3 separate regions of the Gossypium hirsutum genome follow, and regions 1 and 2 are each linked to region 3. A link is a contact called in public Hi-C data. All regions are on one chromosome and are shown on one strand. The core of a region is the stretch at or near the end of the contact, and the rest is flanking DNA. Distances in the headings are between cores, read along the strand shown. Region 1 holds the start of LOC107886313 (glycosyltransferase family 92 protein RCOM_0530710). Region 2 holds the start of LOC107957316 (metalloendoproteinase 2-MMP). Region 3 holds the start of LOC107886320 (probable galacturonosyltransferase-like 9).

Region 1 (3,107 bases), core at 330-2,829, 410 kb before region 3:
TTCTTATCTCTGCAATCATCCGTGATGACGAGTAATTTGCTACTAGGGATCTTAGTAAATTCTGACCTGGTAACCCTCTCCGGTGATGACGAGGGAAGTAGTAGAACTCATCGACATCGAAGAATCCTACCCATTTACACTCATTTCTTGCTCTCAAAGCACAATGTGAAAATCCTGCCTCTTGAGTTTTAATCCATGGCCAGGTATGTCTGCTAACATTATAGTCTTGAAAATCAAGTTCTTCGATAACATCTTGAATTCCATCATCACTATTATTGTCATAAATGAACCAACGTTCAACTCCGAGCCAGGTATGGTACATAATCCACTCCCGCAGTGCCGGTGCCTGGTTCCAGAGCATGGTGCAGGCACAAAGCTCGAATTTCTCGTCATTCCTTTTTGTCTGGTAAGACTTCGAATTGTATAGTTTAGCTACAGAAGGCATAGCAATGTTCTCCTTATGCCTCATCCGGTTCCTCCTGTAATCATAGGATCTGGAATTGCGAAATCTAACTGCAGATGGCATCCGTACATGTTTGACATCATTCCTGCTGGCAAGAACAACTGTAACTCGAATCCCCTGAGCCGAGTCCGGATTATTTCTTATACTGCTGGGCAATGAACACCTAACAACCTCCTGTGCAGCCACTATTGCTTCAGTCAATACCACAAACCCTTCATCTTCTTCATCCGAATTCTTCAAACCAAATTGGCACATGAACCTATTCGGATCAGATTCTTTATGTGGTCGAAGATTCAACCCTTTAGCGAAAACAACGGCAGTTTTCCCATCGAATGCCGCTTCATAAACCAATCTATCCCACGAATGAACCGTCCGATTACTCCTCAAAGACAAACTATAATCAACCCCATGTCCTCGCCACATCAAACCCGCAGCAACCGAGTAATTCCATGCTGGAAGAGGGCACCTAACAACCGATCGAAATCCATCGAATTCATCCACAGACAAAACCCGTTGACGAACAACATCCTTATGATTCAAAACCTTGTGGTAAACACAGTCCAACTTTTCAGCTTCATCGATCTTGTCGGATACAAGCAGGAGCAAGTGATCGGGGAACAAAACTCGGTCTTCGACGCTCAAAGGAAACCGTAACTTAGCATGAAAAGAATCTTGAAGGGAATTTTTGGAGAGGATAGAAAGACTGGGGACGCTCACAACTGGGTGAAACGACACCGTTCGGATCGGGAACCTCTCCGAAGACAAGAACATGAGGAAAACGAAGAAAGAAAGGCACAAGATTAAGGACCTCCGTGACAAAAACTGAGCTCGGGAGTAGGGCCTGTAGATCCTCTTCCGCTTCAAACGCTGCTCCGACTCCATATTTTTTCGGAAATCCAAAATACAAATCCGAAGCCAAGAAAGAATAATAATAAAAAAGAGAGATGTGAGGAAATGATGAGTGGAGTTCTTGGGAGGGCTCAGATCTGGAAGGGGCCTCGCCTGAAGCAGTAGCGACACGCGTTAATGGCAGCCGTCAAAGCACTGAGTGGGGGAGACAGACAGAGAGGTAAGCTTTTTCTTTTTCTTTTTCTATTTGGTTTGCTATGAATTTCTTTTTAATAGACGGTTTATTTATTTATTTATTTATTTATTTGGTCTAAGACAATGGACAGGTGGTTATGCTCAATCATAGATGTTCAAAGGTGATGTGCTGTGTTGGTCTTCCTTTTCTTTCCTTTCTCCTCTTTTTATTTTTATTTTTTGTTTTTATATTCTTTTTATAGAATCTTTTTAAATTTATTTAATTCGTGTTTATAAATTAATTTTAGTTTATATTATTTTTAATTATTAATTCTAGGCATAATGTCAAATTTTGTCTTTAATATTTTATTTTTTTGAAGTTAAATTTGTTCCTTAATTTTTCAAAAAAAAATTTAATTTAATTATCAAGCTTTTAGAAAGTGTTAAATTATTTTTTTAATTGAAAATATTTATTAAAATATTAAATTCTTAAACGTGACAATTTGAATGGTAATCAACATCAAAATTTTCCATTTTTTATGAATATTTTGAATTTTAAATATTTTTAATTATTTTTTGACATGGTATATAAAACAAATAGTATTTTATTAGCTTGAAAGAATATTTGAATTGTTATGTAAGTTGTTAATTTACCTTAACATTGTTAAAAAATTAATATTTTAGTAACATTTTTGTTTAAAAAAGTGATTTGACTATTTTTAAAATGTTAAAGGTGAAATTTAATTAAAAAAAGATAAAAGTCAAATTAATTAAATGATTAAGCTTTAATTTTAAAATACTTTCCTAATAAGGTATTTTCTATTCTTATTTATCTTTTATGATACGGTTAAAAGACAATAATTTTAGATAAAAATTTACTTTTTAAATAAAGTTATTATAATATTTATGGGACACTTAGAAGGCATACGAGATAAAAGGCTTAGTAACCTTGAATTACTTAAGCTGTCAATTTTATTTTATTTCATAAAAAAATTAATATATATATAATGTTTGATAATATGCCACATTTCATGTTTTAATTTATTAGTATAAATTGAAATATATAATTTATTATGGAGTTATAGTTTTAAATACGATACAAATCTAATAAAAAGATTAATATTTAATGTATTAACTGTATACACTAATAACAAATTAAATAATGATTATATTATAATTTTATAGTATAATTTTAAATAAGTTATAGAATTATGCAGTTTAAATATAAATTTTTAATAAAAAAAAAGATATGAAATGACAACACTTTTAAGCATAATAATCATATTTATATTTACCACAGGATATATATGCTTTTATCCACCGATTCTGATGATAACGTTTAAGCGTGTTTCCTAGCATTTGGTATTTAAACATTAAAGTCAGTAAAAGCATATGCATACCATACACCCTTACACGCATTCTTTACACGTTTCATTCTTTTCTTTCTTTCTTTCTTCTTTCAGTATAAAATATATTTATTAATTTGTCGTTTTATGTTTGTTATGAAGTTTCCTTTCATTTATCGTTCAAAAAAAAAAGTTTCCTTCCATTTTACTCCACACTTTTGGGGCTTAAAGGCAACAAACTTGGGAAATAAGGGATTAAGTAATTCTTTTATTCA
Region 2 (2,837 bases), core at 316-2,815, 310 kb after region 3:
ATTCAATGATTCAATTCTTAAATTATAAAATGAATGGAAACATAACATGCAGAAATCCAAACATGTTTTATTAAAAACAAAATTTAGGAGGTATCTTTTGATTGAATTGAGTTAAAAAATTTTAAATTAATCAAATTTATGAATCATATTTTATTATTTTAATTTGATTTGAATTTTTTTCGAATTAAGCCGAATGAAATGAAATTCAAGTTAAGTCGAATAGAGTAAAATTGTTCTAGTTAAATTAAAAAATTAAACATGTCAAATTAAAATCTTATTACAGTATAACTAATTTCATATTAGAGCATATAATTTGAAATCATATGTATTTGAAAAAAAAATTCAAAAGCAAAATAAGAAAAAAGAACGATACTTTAGTATGATAAACTTGAATCATTAATTAACTTATCTAAGTCACCAAAATTATTGTTTTAGAAAATTTTTAATTTTCTTTTGATATTCTTTAGAAATTTTTTAAACTTTTATAATTTTTTAAAAATATAAATTTTGGAATTTTTATAAATAATTTGAATTCTAAAAATTATTTTGATTTTTTTTTATATATTTTGTTGAGAGAGAGACAAATTTATTCATTTTTAAAATTGATAGGAACCAAAAAGGTATATACATTAATCTGTTATTCAAATTATTAGACTTATTCAAATTATAAAATTCAACTTGACTTGAACTCAAAACTCGAATTACTTATTTGAGTTGACTCAAGAAATAGAATAACTCGATTCTATTAACTTTAAATTCCAAAAAAAAAATTAATTTTTTCAAATTGAATCGAGTTTTACTCACCCTAACAAAATCTATAAAAAAATTATAATTTATAAAAAAAATAAAATATTATAATAGTTTATATTATATTTTACATGATAAAACAATATACAAACAGATAATTTTTGTTTAAATTGTGAAAGTGAAAAAATATTACAAATTAAACAGAAGACCAGCTACTTAGGTTTGGTGGCATAGCACCTTGAGGTGCTCAAGGGTTAATCTTGAAAATTTTAAAAATTTCTTACTCAAGCTTGAATTAGGTTGAGTTTGACTTGTCTTACCATGAAAAGTAATAAAAAGTATTTTATAATTATATTTTTATCATTAATTAGTACTTTGAATCGTGTGAGTAAATATTTTCGCTTGCGTAATTTATATATTATAATTAGAATATTTTAAATATAAATGAAATTTTAACTTATTTATTATTATTAAATTTATAATTACATTTTGCCAACCAATCATATTTAAAAAAAATAAAATTTCTGTTGAAATAATTATCTCAAATTTAAAAACATTATAAATATTTTAGTAATAAAAAAATTATAAAAGATCAATGTCAACGTTTGAAATTTAGATAAAATAGATTTTTTTATGTGCATTTTAAATATTTTATTTAAATAATATCTTAATTAAAATACATTATTTTTATTTCATTTAGGAATATAATTTTTCTCAATTAAAATACTATTAATAATAAAAACCATGAATAAGATCACGTTGAATTTTGGTGAATGAAAAGACCCAAAACACCCCGTGTAATTTTGTTTTATACTATGTAATTTAGTGGTGCATTCGGCCTTCATGGCTTCTTCCTTTCCCTTCGTTACCGCGTCAAAAATGATGTTGAGTTTCCACCAACCTGCCTAACATACTATTCTACAATGAAACCCTGAAAGACTTTTCTTTTGCCCCCAATTCCCCACCAAAGTGGCGAATTCAAAACTAAACAAACACTAAAAACATCAGCATTTAGAACATTCCCAGAAATTAAACCATTCCTCATTTTCTCTATTTACTCTCTCAACCCCCATCATTGTCTTCTTCCCCCACGACTTTTCAAATAAATAAATACAAACTCCACTTTTACATTCAAAGCAACCGGCTTTCAACTCCCGGGGACAATAACAAAGGTTTTTATACTTTTGGGTTTTTCTCTCTTTTATCTATTATATATCCCCATTATCATTTCTTTTTCAAACACAAACAAGGGAAGCTCAAAGATTAACGAAGATGAAGTTTCAAGTTTTGGTGATTGCAATTTGGGTTTTGGTATGTTTTGGTTCAGTTTCAGCTAGATTCTTTCCCAATATCACAGATATTCCGTCATGGATTAAGAACAACGCCACGTCAAAGGCCCCATGGGACGCCTTCAATAAATTTGCCGGCTGCCGGCCTGGCGAAAAACGGGAAGGTTTGTCGCAGCTTAAACAGTACTTTAACCGTTTCGGTTATATACCCAACTCGCCCTCTAATTTCAGCGAGGACTTCGACGATGAGTTAGAAAATGCATTGAAAACATACCAGCAGAACTTCAACCTTAACGTCACTGGTCAACTGGATAATCAGACTCTTCAACAGATCGTACGGCCTAGATGCGGTAACGCCGATGTAATCAACGGGACGAGTTCCATGAACTCAGGTAGATCGTCGTCTTTTCACACTACCGGACACTTGCACACGACGGCGCATTTCACTTTCTTCCCGGGAACACCGCGTTGGCCTTCGAACCGGCAGGACTTAACGTACAGTTTCTTGCCGGCGAATGGGTTGACCGACGAAGTAAAAGCCGTCTTCACGAGCGCCTTCCAGAAATGGTCAACCGTTACGCCGCTGACTTTCACACAAGTGGATTCCTACTCCTCGGCGGACATAACGATCGGGTTTTACACTGGAGACCACGGAGACGGCGAGCCATTCGATGGGGTTTTAGGGACGTTGGCCCACGCTTTTTCTCCAACGAGCGGAAGGCTCCATTTGGACGGGGATGAGAACTGGGTAGTTTCTGGTGATGTGACGAAGGCATCGGTGTCGACGGCGGTGGACTTGGA
Region 3 (2,893 bases), core at 197-2,696:
GAGAAGTAATGCATGAATATTCATATTTAATATTATTTTGTAACTGAATAATCTGATTCAACCTGTTCAATAAATGAATGAATGATCCAAAGGTCACTGGAATGGTCTCTGTCTGATTTAATATTATTGTTATCATTTTGTTTCATCCGCAGTCATTTGGAGCAGATAGGAAAGAAGTAAGAGCTACACTTCCATAGTTTGAGGCTTCTCTGGAGTGAGTTCACTAATTTTTAATTCGTTGCCCACCAATCAATCTTGCAAGACTGAAAAGAAATAAAGCAGCTAGGGAAGGTGATCTGATTTCCCGGCTATCAATTTGATTTTGCACTTCTATTTGTATTTGTATAGAATACTTTATTTGGTTCCCCTCTATAGATTATGGACGGAGTTGTTATGTGTAATGTTGTGGTTTATCCCACGGTTTTACATTACCTATGATTTGATTAAATAGGTTGCATTTCTGAGAGAAGCAATGCATGAATATTCTTTTCTTCAAATGGAGAAGAGCTTTTATGCTCTCATTTATAGCTCAAAGGTAAGTTTCGTCAGATTCATTCTTTATTAGCTTTACCTGAAATTAATGATCCATGTCGCTACATGAAAATTGAATCAACGAGGAATCTTTTAATATAATGTTTCCCGAATTTACAAGTCTTAACAGTCAGCAAAGATACGAACATTCACTACTATAAGCAGAGGCAGTCCCCGGTTGGCTTGAGTTGCCATATACCTCCGTAGCTTCGTATGTTCCTGTAAGGTGAGTATCAAACCGGTCGTGCTGTTAATCTCATGATTGATAGAGATCTCCAGGGGGTTATTGCTGAAGAAGTCTTTCTCACAAGTGGTCACTAACTCCTCGACTGATTTGAATACAAGCCAGTAGCTAGTAGGAAAATCGTTCTCATGGGATCCAATTTTGGAATATGGAGAAACCATCAATACCAAGTCCTAATTTAGTAGCGAACCAAACAAGCTGGGCAAAGATGCGGTCCGTGAACATGTGAATGCGATCATAGGTCTCACAGCCACGGCACATCCAGTATTAATATATCCTGGTCTTTACTGGGAAGATAGTTTTTCCACAAAGAAAGAGGAAGCTTGCGCGTAGGTGTGTGAGAAATGATTAGTGTGTACTTTGCCTTAACCCCATTCAATAGCTGCCTGCCACTCTAGACCTCTTTATGCAAAGATCGAACGGCTCAGTTTGGGTTTTACTGACAGGGAGTCCTGTTGGCCCCAAGTATCCTTTTTGAACTAAAACGGCTTTAACCCCTACCTCCTTGCTTTTCGGTTGACAGGGGAGGAGGTCCCATTTAGCAAAATGCAGATATATGAACACTTGAAGGATAACAGAATGGAAGAGGGAAAAAAAAGTTTGTTAAAAAATTATCTCATTTTAAAAGGCCATCAACGTCCCAACCAACAGAATCTTGATTAAAAAAAAGAAAGAAAAATATTTGCCCAAATCTACATATTCCGAAACAAAGCATAAAAAAGGATATTTGAAGAAATCTCCGATGGTGCAACATCCCATTCTTTGCTTCCATCACCAGTTTCCTCATTTGTCATTTAAAACACAAAAGACCCAACCCTTATGCAGGAAAAAAATCCAAACACTCCTATTGGGTAATAACAATGATCCTTCAATAAGCTGCGTTTTCGCTTACAATGAAGCCGAAGACCATAATCTTCTTATTTTTCGACTGAAAGTTGAAAAGAAACGGTCTCTCTTTTTCTTGGTTTTTTTCTTTTTTGAAGAATAATGCGTTTTATTTTATATGCGGCCGCCCTTTTACTTCTTCATGTCTTTCTCACGGTATCGTTTTGTCTTGCTATTCGGACCACAGTCGGAGGAGATGGGTTGGGGTTCCGGTTTCCGGAGGCACCGTATTACCGTAACGGAGTGGAGTGTCCGGTTTCCTCCGGCGACCGCAATTTAGTCCAAGTGGCAATGACTTTAGACTTTGAATACTTGCGGGGGTCGATCGCCGCCATCCACTCCGTCGTCCGCCACGCTTCGTGTCCTGAAAACATCTTCTTTCACTTCATTGCCGCCGAGTTCGACCCCGCGAGTCCAAGAGTCTTGAGCAAACTCGTTCGCTCCACATTCCCTTCACTCAACTTCAGAATCTACATCTTCCGCGAAGACACAGTGATCAACTTGATCTCTTCTTCAATCCGGCAAGCCCTCGAGAACCCACTGAACTACGCTCGGAACTACCTCGGGGACATGTTGGATCTCCAAGTAGACCGAGTCATTTATCTCGACTCAGACCTGGTCCTCGTCGATGACATCCTCAAACTCTGGAACACAACGTTGACCAACTCTCGAGTCATCGGCGCACCCGAATACTGCCATGCAAACTTCACCAAGTATTTCACGGCCGGGTTTTGGTCGGACCCGGTAATATCCCGGGTTTTCCGGTCCAGAAAGCCGTGTTATTTCAACACGGGAGTAATGGTAATGGATTTAGTGCGTTGGAGAGAAGGGAATTACAGGAAAAGAATAGAGAATTGGATGGAAATACAAAGGAAAAAAAAGATATACGAGTTGGGCTCATTGCCACCCTATTTGCTGGTATTTGCTGGGAATGTAGAAGGCATTGATCATAGATGGAACCAACATGGGCTTGGAGGGGACAATATACGAGGTTCATGTCGGTCGTTGCATCCGGGTCCGGTCAGCTTGTTGCATTGGAGTGGGAAAGGGAAGCCATGGGTTCGACTGGATGGTGGAAACCCGTGCCCTCTTGATCATATTTGGGAATCCTATGATCTTTACAAAGGGAATTTAATCAAACACCAATCTTTTCCTTCTGCTTTTGCCAATTTCTTTGAATACCCCAGCTATTTGTTTTGATCTCTCTTTTTTTCACTTCTAGAAACAATGGTG

What was found. Hi-C and Micro-C count contacts between places; a contact is called where the count stands out from the background.
Region 1: a contact with region 3 is called in a Hi-C map of leaf, with 5 times the contacts expected there. The contact joins the promoter of LOC107886313 here to the promoter of LOC107886320 in region 3. A contact is called at or near these places in 10 of 34 Hi-C or Micro-C datasets (callus, hypocotyl and leaf).
Region 2: a Hi-C map of leaf shows a contact between it and region 3, with 1.8 times the contacts expected there. The contact joins the promoter of LOC107957316 here to the promoter of LOC107886320 in region 3. A contact is called at or near these places in 6 of 34 Hi-C or Micro-C datasets (anther and leaf).

The regions. Positions count from the first base shown.
Region 1 is chrA05:73,626,445-73,629,551 of Gossypium_hirsutum_v2.1, forward strand. LOC107886313 (glycosyltransferase family 92 protein RCOM_0530710) reads right to left here and starts at 1,580. Exons shown (of 1, transcript XM_041112470.1): 1 at 1-1,580. The coding sequence starts at 1,345.
Region 2 is chrA05:74,348,689-74,351,525 of Gossypium_hirsutum_v2.1, forward strand. LOC107957316 (metalloendoproteinase 2-MMP) reads left to right here and starts at 1,566. Exons shown (of 1, transcript XM_016892820.2): 1 at 1,566-2,837. The coding sequence starts at 2,020.
Region 3 is chrA05:74,035,909-74,038,801 of Gossypium_hirsutum_v2.1, forward strand. It overlaps LOC107886320 (probable galacturonosyltransferase-like 9), which reads left to right and starts at 1,447. Exons shown (of 2, transcript XM_041112648.1): 1 at 1,447-1,723; 2 at 1,848-2,893. The coding sequence starts at 1,952. The coding sequence ends at 2,860. It overlaps LOC107886319 (pyruvate dehydrogenase E1 component subunit alpha, mitochondrial), which reads left to right. Exons shown (of 8, transcript XM_016810217.2): 8 at 153-497. The coding sequence ends at 197.